Linked DNA regions of Zea mays: region 1 is linked to region 2. The links are chromatin contacts, called in public Hi-C maps. All regions are on one chromosome and are shown on one strand. Each heading gives the region's core, a stretch centred on a gene start, on an enhancer-like site or on the middle of the called end of the contact. The rest is flanking DNA. Distances are from core to core; before and after follow the strand shown.

Evidence for each region. Hi-C and Micro-C count contacts between places; a contact is called where the count stands out from the background.
Region 1: a Hi-C map of bundle sheath shows a contact between it and region 2, with 2.3 times the contacts expected there. The contact joins the promoter of LOC103649602 here to the promoter of LOC103649599 in region 2. A contact is called at or near these places in 5 of 25 Hi-C or Micro-C datasets (bundle sheath, ear, leaf and 2 more).

The regions. Positions count from the first base shown.
Region 1 is chr3:4,206,492-4,211,473 of Zm-B73-REFERENCE-NAM-5.0, forward strand. It overlaps LOC103649602 (RNA binding (RRM/RBD/RNP motifs) family protein), which reads left to right and starts at 3,046. Exons shown (of 11, transcript XM_008675339.4): 1 at 3,046-3,314. LOC109945370 (a long non-coding RNA gene) reads right to left here and starts at 716. Exons shown (of 2, transcript XR_002268532.2): 1 at 595-716; 2 at 197-490. It also overlaps the pseudogene LOC100381398.
Region 2 is chr3:3,996,443-4,001,297 of Zm-B73-REFERENCE-NAM-5.0, forward strand. LOC103649599 (cationic amino acid transporter 5) reads left to right here and starts at 2,927. Exons shown (of 1, transcript XM_008675337.4): 1 at 2,927-4,855. The coding sequence starts at 2,952.

The DNA of each region.
Region 1 (4,982 bases), core at 1,796-4,295, 210 kb after region 2:
ACGCGAGCGGGTGTGATTCGCGGGCAGGAGGAAGACGCGCGCGGGGGTCAAAGTCGCGGGCGGGGGCACGGTGCGGTGGTGGACGCCCTCCGTCCACCCTTAAGGATTAGTAGAGATAGTGCAAACTGCACTATTTATATAGATATAGTGGAGTCTGAAATAGGATAGGAGGAGGGATGAATAAGGCTGCAGCATATTAGCCTAAACGACACTGCATTCACTGTCCCTGAATGACCGAGTTCAGCAGTAGCAGGTCTAGAGACTACACATCGTGTCCAATAACATCACTATACAACATACAGCGCTGAAACAAGCTTTCAGCGTCCCTGAAAGTTACAATCCAGAACCAGCGACCGAATCAACCATCCACATAAATTCACGTGGCCCTGTTTCGTGCTGCTGCAAAACCTTTTGGGGGTCCAGAATCACCCGTCGCGGATCAGGTTCGCTGGCTCGCTCAAGACATACTTGGGCAGCTCGTACTTGGAGTCTTCAGTTTTCGACATTGGTCTTGCACAACAGGACGGTAAACAGAGTCGTGAAAATGTGTGTGTGTGTGTGGTGGTGGGGGGGGGGGGGCAAGTTCTTGCTCACCTCTCTCGTCGTAGCAGAGCGTCATGTCAGGGTTCGAGACGATGATTCCAGCACTGTCCACGATGGTTTGGGCAAGGGCTAGATCGGACTCTGCGGCAACCCTCAGAGCATCCCAGATCTCTGGACAGCGAGGCGGTGACTCGTTATAACACTGATGCATGCTAATTAGCAGTACGTCTCATAGTTAAACTCCTAATTTTTAAGGATAATGATTGGACAGGTCAAAACAAGCTCCGACCAGTTACTATCACGAAACTATATCGAAACATAAGAGAGGACGAAACCAACCAACGTTGTGAGAACCATGAAAAGCGCGCGCGCGCACACACACAAGAACTGGTTTGTTTCGCGCACACACAAGAACATAAGGAGTGGTGGAAGATGGAGTCCTGAAGGTGCGACCACAGGGAGCTATGGTGGCGGCGCCGCGTGACTGCACGGGCAGCGACATCATCCAGTAGCGTGTCGCCAAGGGCGCCGGCGGTGAGGCTTCGCTCGGGGGAGGAGGCGGTGGTTTGGTTCGTGTGATCTGGTTGGTTCCAAGTTCCAACCCACGGCGGCTTCGCGATGGAGGAGTAGACGGAGCACAGATTCATGATTTGAGGGGAGGGGGAGCTTCTCCACCGGTGACCCATCTGCACACGGGCCGGGGGGTGTTGATACGAGCAAGCATCTAAATGAATCGGAGTGGGACGACATGAGTTTACCTTGAAGGCTAGCACCGCATCCACCGCACTGGTACACAGGGGCGCCGGCCTCCTCGAGAACGCAGTGGCACCTCGGGCATCTCACACGGAGAACCGCTCTAGCATTTGGAATTTCCATGGGACATCCAGAGAATGGATGGAGGTGGAGCGTGCGGGCGTGGACCGAAGATGGTGCGGCGGCTGCAAGGAGGAAGGCGATGCTGCGTCTCGGCCTCTCGGGAGACCGATGCGAGGGGCCGCTTGCAGGGAGAGGTGGAGGGGGCCGCTAGGCAGGGAGAGCTGCAGAGAAAGACTCGAACTCTAGGCTGGGCCAGGGCCAGAGGCGTGCTGGGCATTCGACACGGGCCGCACCAAATAACATAGCCCACGCCGACCAAGCTGCACCAAATAACACGTGACCATGACTTGCAAATTTTAGTACCATACTGGCCAGCCAACAATTGTGGTACCGGCTTATAAGCTGTGCTGCTTCAGAGAAAGTAATTCTGCTTAAGTGCACTTGACGGTCTCTACTTCTAACATTTTTTGCGCGAGAGGACACGGAGCTGCAACGAAAAAATAACTGTCACGTGTGCCCATATGGTAGGGCATGCGGTGTGCAGAACATGGGAATGGAATAACTGTCACGTGGGATGGGTTTGCACGATGGGAATGGGTTTAGCCTAGCCGCGACGGGAAAAAAGAGACAGAGGCTGTCACGTGGGCCCACATGTGCAGGGCGTGTGTTGAGTGTGCAGATGGGAATGGGTTTCATGACGAAAATGGCAGAACACGGAAATGGCAGAACATGGGAATGGCAGACTACTCTTAGAGCCTTAATAAGTAGTAGAGATAGCATAAGTATAGTGTATATTTTTTTCATATAATTTAGAATAATACACAAATACATTACATATATAAATATATTAATTTAATTAATTTGTGTCTAAACGGGCCTTACTGCACTGATATGCCATCGTAGAGAAGCAGCCAAAGCCAAGCACAGCATAAATGGGAACAGGCTGCCAGAGCCCTTCTCTGCTATTCCGGTTCCAAACGCAAGCTGTGCGATCGAGACCACGAGGACGCCTTCTGCAAGGCTGCTGCATCCTGAAAGTATGCTGCTGATCAGAGTGCAAATCTCCCCCATCAATCCCGCTGTGCACGGGCCCGCCCCCGTATTAAACCCTCCAGTCTACGACTACGAGTCCAACACCCCGATCCGGGCCCACACCAAAGAGTGCCGCCGCGGCTGCGACCGCGAGCCGTCACTTTCCCCACCCCACCGCGTTATCCTATCCCCAGTATAGTTCAATGGAAGCCAGCCCACTGGCCCCAGTTGGCGGTTGCGTCTACGCACCCGAGCCCTCCCTCCCACTGACACAACCGGCCCCGGTTTCCAGTGGTTAGTAACCCCCATCCACGCCGCTTGCGTGCGGGTCTCTCACTTCCGAACGTGGATGCGATGCGCCCCGGAAAGGACGGGCCATCCCCTGTGGGCCACGCGTGTACGTACGAGCAGTCGGCCTCCCCGCGACCGACATGTGGTCCCTCCAGCCGACGGGCCCCACGCCCGCGCGAGGAGGGCATGAAGCAATGCGCATCGCCCAAAAGTACGCGGCCGCGTCAGATCATCTGAGAGCATCAAGAAAGGACCTGACGAACCGCACCTGCCCGGGCACCGACTAGCCCGAGCCACCGCGAGCTTGCCCCCACGCATATCCTAGACCCACGTGTCGGCGTGCCAGCGCGGGGGGCCGCGTATCTCGCTCCGTGAGCGCGGGTCCGGCCGGGGTGGTGAGTCGTGGTGCCAATTATTAAAGACTTCGCTTCGACTCGGGGGGAAAAACAAAAAGTCCAGGACGCCAAGGCTCTCTCCTCTCAGTTTTTATTGGGTGAAGAGGGGCCGGAGCGGCGGAGGGGGATAGGGGGGCCGGAGCCGAGCGGCGGAGTTTCTGGAGGTAGACGACGCAGGAGCTCGAAACCCTAATCCTGAGGCTGCCCGCGGCGGCGATCGCCTCCTCTTCCTTGGACGTGAGTTCCCTCCACCCGCTCCGATCGCAAACCGCCCCCGTTTCGCCTCGCGCTAGGGCCTAGGGCTTTCCGGTCCTGGCAATGTAGGGCTCCGGGGGGCATTTGGCCGCGGTTTTACGGTGTTTCGGTGCGTTTCATCGGCGGCCTCGCTGTTTTCCAGCACCGCGTGGTGGCTGATTGCTATAACCTCTAGGGCTTTGTTGTGGCGGGCAGGGGTTTTGGTGATTATTTTTTTGTGTGCGAGGTTTGGGTTTTCAGTTTTCACCCCACCGCTTGGCCGTGGCCGCGATCACTCCTGCGGACTTGATGGCGGTGGAATGCTTTGGCGGCTACTCCCTTTTCTGGTGTTTATTTCACTATTTAGGGCTAGTACGGGAGTCGGCTTTGGCTGCAATATCTGCGAATTTATTAGGCTTGTCTGTTGTTAATCAGCTATTGTTTTGTTTTGTCTGCAAATTGATGCTTCTCAGTGAGAATGTCTCGGTTGTCTTGAGTTTTGGTATTTTAGTGAGAGGTTTTCGTGGGATTGGTAACTGCTATTCCTTTTTACTATCTGATAAGTCTGTGACTCGGCCACTCGGGGGTATTGAAGAGTAATTTAATTTGAGTGTAAGATTACTTGTTTTTTGTCATTACTTAACTCGCATTACGGTCTGGTTAAGAGATCGTTACTAGGTTTTAGAGCTTCAGACCTCCAGTTTAGGTGTACTTTTGCTGCATGCACCTCTCAGAGTTCAGGATTTGCATGTGGACCCCTGATTTTGTTGAGGGCTCGATGGTAGATAAGCATGCGTCATTTTTTTAGTCAACGCAGCCTACAAAGTTCTGGAACTTAATGTGCTGTGTAGGAGATTCTGTGAGCGGGAAAGTACAACACACAACTAGCGCATTTGGATTATGGTTTGTACCCATGTGGCCATGTGCACTATGATGATGTAGCCTAGTGCATCTTCCGTTCAGGCTTCTGGAGCTCAGGAACTGATGCTGTACTGCCATTAATAGTCCGATCAACAAAATTCTATTGGTGCCAGCTAACAAATAGAAGCGTTCTGTGTGTACTGATTTTGGTACACAGTAGAAATTGCTCGTTTGATTTATTGATGGAATGTAGTGCAGAGATGATTTGGCGCAATATTTCCCTTGGCGTGATAATGATTACGTCAAGAATAGATACATGTGACATGTTGATTCTAACAGTACAACAACTTGTTAGTTTTCATAGTTGCTGACTAAGAGCATGTTTGGTTCGCTGCTTAACTTGCCACACTTTGCCTGACTTTTCTGTCTAAGGTTAGTTCTTCAATTCGGACGACTAACCTTAGGAGCAAACTGTGGCACAGTTAGCCACGAACCAAACAAGCCCTAAATATTTGCTTTCCTTTGAAGAAAACATCCCAGGCTTTGTACAAGCAAGCAATATGTGAATAACTACGATTATTTGAAGCAAGCTTCTATTAGGAAGTATGGTTCCTAGGAGTGGCGGATGCATGACAAAATTCTAGGTGGGGCAACACCGTAAGAGAAAAATCACTAGACTAGACCACTTATAAAAGTAGCTTCATGATAATAACGTGAAGGTTAGGTGATAATACTAGGAGTGTTTCAAAATGACATGAATACCGGAAAACCTTTTTGGCTGTCCTAGGGGAGAGCCGGAGAGGGGAAAGC
Region 2 (4,855 bases), core at 1,677-4,176:
CCTAATGCTTGCAATAGGCAAGAACGTCATGCCGTTCTTGGGCTGTAGCCTCGGTCCGTAGTACTGGTCCGGCCCGACACGATTATATCTTTTTTATTTTACAAAAAACGTATATACATATATATAATTTATATTCAATATTAAAAATATCTGAGCATGATGTTCTACTAGCTAGATAACTTTACCTAGTGTCTTTCGCCCTTCTTCCATCAGGGCATGGGTTCAAACCCCACCTTCTGCATCATTTTTAACATTTTACGCAGTTGTGGCCCGCTGACGTCTGGCCCGGCCACCGTTTGGCAATCTATATGAGGGGTTATTTGTAAAAAAATGACGCGAGACGACCGTTGAAACTGGTGCTTTAAGTATAGTATAGAGTATAGATATGAGGATAGGTAAGCCGTTGGAGATAGTTTCACACACGAATTGAAGGTTGTTGATGTTTAGCTCGGTGCCTCACTCGATACATAATTGTTTAGGACCGTGACACGATCTCCAAAATGTAGTTTTAACCATTTTTTTTCTTAAAATAAAAATTAATCTTAATATATTTATATTTTTTGCAAAAGTAATTTTTAAAATAAATCTATATATATGACCGTTAGATTTTAAGATTAAATAACAAATCTGTTATCAGTAGCCAAAGTTTTGTATATTCGACTTAAACTTTGTCTAAAACGACTTGTTGTTTTAGATTGGACCTTGGTATGTTGGATACGAATTGAAGGTCCAGTTCGTCAGGTCGCCGTCGCCAACGACCGTTCTTCTGACTTTGTGCCAAGAGCCCAAGACTAGACCAGATCGTGTGATGGGCAGGAGCCTAGCGCGCCGGCCGAGATGGTAACTAGCGTGTGGACTTGGGCTCGTGCGTAAAGTGGGGCCCGGCAAAGGCCCACTCCCCCGTCTTGTCTCGATGGCAATTTTTGAGCGTAGCATTGTAGTTGTAGTCTTGTAGATAGGCAAGGCATGAAGTCGTCTCAGCTGTTCCTTTTGAGTTTTGACGCTGATTCGTGGTACAAATGCAGGCCACGCTGAGCAAGTATAATAAGATATTGTAATCAGGTTGAATACTTAGGGCTTGTTCGGTTACACCAATTCAGAGGGGGATTGGAGGGGTTTAAATCACCGTCTAGTCATTTTTAACTAGGAGGGGATTAAATCCCCTTCAATCACTCTCTAGATTGGTGTAACCGAACATGCCCTTAGGTGGATGGGAGAGAAGAGAAGAGAAAGAGAGGACAAGTGGACGGTCAGAGCAAGTAAGCATATGTTTGGTTTGAGATTAAAGTAGGATGAGGCGTAGGCGACATCGTCTCCTCGATTTTTTTGATCATGCTGCCACCAAAAATAACTCTGGTATTTATCTCGTCCTACGTGACTCTCATCTAAACACTATAAAAATTATGGTCGTCCCCTTTCATCCTTCCTTATACATCCAACCAAACGTACCCTAAAGTACGAGAGGCTATAAGTTAACTAGATACCAAGGTGGAAAAGATAGAAGGGAAGAGAGGAGAAGCCGACGGTAAACTCACAAACAACTTAGACATAAGAACCAAGAAACTTTATGAAAGAGACATGTGTAGTTCTGCATTAATAGTAAAGAGCTAACTACTCACAAACGACTTAGACATAAGAACTAAGAAACTTTGTGAGGAAGACATGTGTAGTCCTACATTAATAGTAAAGAGCTAACTACTATACGGGTGTGCTAAATGGCAGGCTACAAGAATCCTTATAGTCAGCAATTGACTGTATTATTAAACCTGCTCTAAATTTATAGTCGGCCTGGGCACAAGAACAAAAAATTTATGAGAGAGATGAATCAAACATTAATATTGAATAGTTAACCACTGTACGTATAGGCCAAGAGGTAGGTTCCAAGAATCCTTATCGTCAACTGTGGTTATATTTGCTCGAATGGACTGCCACCCCCGCTCTCCACCACTCCCAAAAATGTTCTCGTCTCGAGCTAGAAATGTACAAACGGGTCGCCTGGTCCGGCTTGCCCGGACCCGTTAAAGCACGATCTGCTTAAGCATGACACGGTTAGATCCAAATAAATATGTGGGCCGAGCTAGGCTGGGCTGTCCAATGAGCTCAACTATGTGAACGAGTCCGGCACGGGACGTGCCCAACCGTGTTGGACCGGTAAGCCTGGGCCGAAAATGAACACCATACCGGCCCGAGCCCGCCAGCGTATAAACCAAGCTTAAAATTAGACCGCCATAAAAAGTTAAACTCATTTACAAAGCACAGTTGAATGATATAATGAAAGACAATAACATATATTACAAATAATACATATATCACAAATGTTTGTCTTAATATCTCGAGCTACTTGTATGTACGTATGTAAAGCTATCTGCAGCGGATCTTCTATTCATCCCCTATTTTATTCCTAAGTGTCAAACAATATTATTTACATCCTCTATTTTAGACACTCTATTAGTGACTGTGCAATAGCCAATAGAAGTAGGTTACGTGTGATTTGAAGAGGCCAACAGATAACGGAGCAGGCGCCGGACCGTGCAACGGCACGGTGCGCGGGATCCGATGTGATGTCGCGTGGTCCGCGGACGCCGGACGTCACTTGCGACAGCTCGGATGGGCGAGTTTTGGAGGCCGGCCGGCCCGGCCGCCTTCCCGCTGTCGGCTTTCTCCGTGGCCCGGCATGTGCGTCCAAGCGCTACGGAGGGAGGTCGACTTGCCGGCGTGCGCCACTTCTGGCCGAATCTGTTGACCAACGAGCTGAGCTGAGCGAGCTCCATCGCACGCCGGAAATCGCGTCCTTGTCTCGTCTTTCGTGTCAAAAAATCCAATCCTACTACAAGTGCACTTTATTTTTGGGGACGGAGGGAGTACGTCACGTATTGCAATGCGTCGGTTTTGCTTGCTGATCGGCGGTCGGGCTGCAGTTTGAAGTGAGGCACTACGCAAAACTCCAAGCCATGACGTCACGCTCGTACCGAGCGACGAATCCTCCACACTCCCATATACACATGCAACAGAGACACACAGTCACACGCCGACACCCTCACGCCCACACACACAGCAGCAGCCCAGCTACAACTACAAGCTACTCCACCACCTCCACACGAAGTGGGACTGTGGGAGGCGCGAGTGACGTGAGGCGAGCCGCTCCTGCTGCAGCCATGGAGCCCGCGGAGAACGACACGTCCTCGCCGCCTGAGTATGGCGCAGGCAAGGCCGCGGCGACGGTACCGGCGAGGAGCTACTGGCGGTGGCGCAGGGACGACTTCTTCCCGGAGCCGTCGTTCGCGAGCTGGGGCGCGTACCGGCGGGCGCTGCGCGAGACGCCGGCCCGCCTCCGCGACCGCCTCGCGGGGCGGTCCACCGACGCCGCGGAGCTGGGCGCGCTGCGCCGGCGCAGCGAGCACGAGATGCGGCGGTGCCTGACGTGGTGGGACCTGACCTGGTTCGGCTTCGGGTCCGTCATCGGCGCCGGCATCTTCGTGCTGACGGGGCAGGAGGCGCGCGACCACGCGGGCCCAGCCATCGTGCTCTCCTACGTCGCCTCGGGCCTCTCCGCCATGCTGTCCGTCTTCTGCTACACCGAGTTCGCCGTGGAGATCCCCGTGGCCGGCGGCTCCTTCGCGTACCTGCGCGTCGAGCTCGGCGACGCCGCGGCCTTCGTCGCCGCCGCCAACCTCATCCTCGAGAGCGTCATCGGCACGGCGGCCGTGGCGCGGTCCTGGACCTCGTACCTGGCGTCGCTCGTCAACAGGCCCGCCAGCGCGCTGCGGATCCACGCGCCGGGGCTCGCGGGCGGGTACGACGAGCTGGACCCCATCGCGGTGCTCGTCATCGCCGTCACCGCCACGCTGGCCATGCTCACCGCCAAGGGCACCTCGCGCGTCAACTGGGTGGCGTCCGCCGTGCACGTGCTCGTCATCGCCTTCGTCATCGTGGCCGGGTTCGCGCACGCCGACGCGGCCAACCTGAGACCCTTCATGCCGCAAGGCGTGCCGGGCGTGTTCCGGGCGGCCGCCATCGTGTACTTCGCCTACGGCGGGTTCGACAACATCGCCACCATGGCGGAGGAGACCAGGAACCCGTCGCGGGACATCCCGCTGGGCCTGCTGGGTTCCATGACCGCCATCACGGCCATCTACTGCGTGATGGCGCTGGTGCTGAGCATGATGCAGCCGTACACGGCCATCGACCGCAGCGCCGCCTACTCGGTGGCGTTCGCCAGCGTGGGGATGCGGTGGGCGCAGTACGTGGTGGCGCTGGGCGCGCTCAAGGGGATGACCACGGTGCTGCTGGTGGGCGCGCTGGGGCAGGCGCGCTACACCACGCACATCGCGCGCAGCCACATCATCCCGCCCGTGTTCGCGCTCGTGCACCCCAGGACCGGCACCCCCGTGCACGCCACCGCGCTCATCGCCGTCTGCAGCGCCTGCATCGCGCTCTTCTCCAGCCTCGACGTCCTCGCCAGCCTGCTCTCCGTCAGCACGCTCTTCATCTTCATGATGATGGCCACGGCGCTCCTCGTCCGGCGCTACTACGTGCGGGGCGTGACGAGCCGGACGCACGCGCTGCGGCTCACGGCGCTGCTGCTGCTCATCATCGCCTCGTCCATCGGCATCGCCGCGTGCTGGGGCACGTCGCCGGAGCGGTGGCAGGGCTACGTGGTGCTGGTGCCGGCGTGGGCGGCCGGCACGCTGGGCATCCAGCTGCTGGTGCCCGCGGCGCGGGCGCCCAAGGTGTGGGGCGTGCCGCTCGTGCCGTGGCTGCCCTCGCTGTCCATCGCCACCAACCTCTTCCTCATGGGCTCGCTCGGCAAGGACGCCTTCATCCGCTTCGGCGTCTGCACCGCCGTCATGCTCGT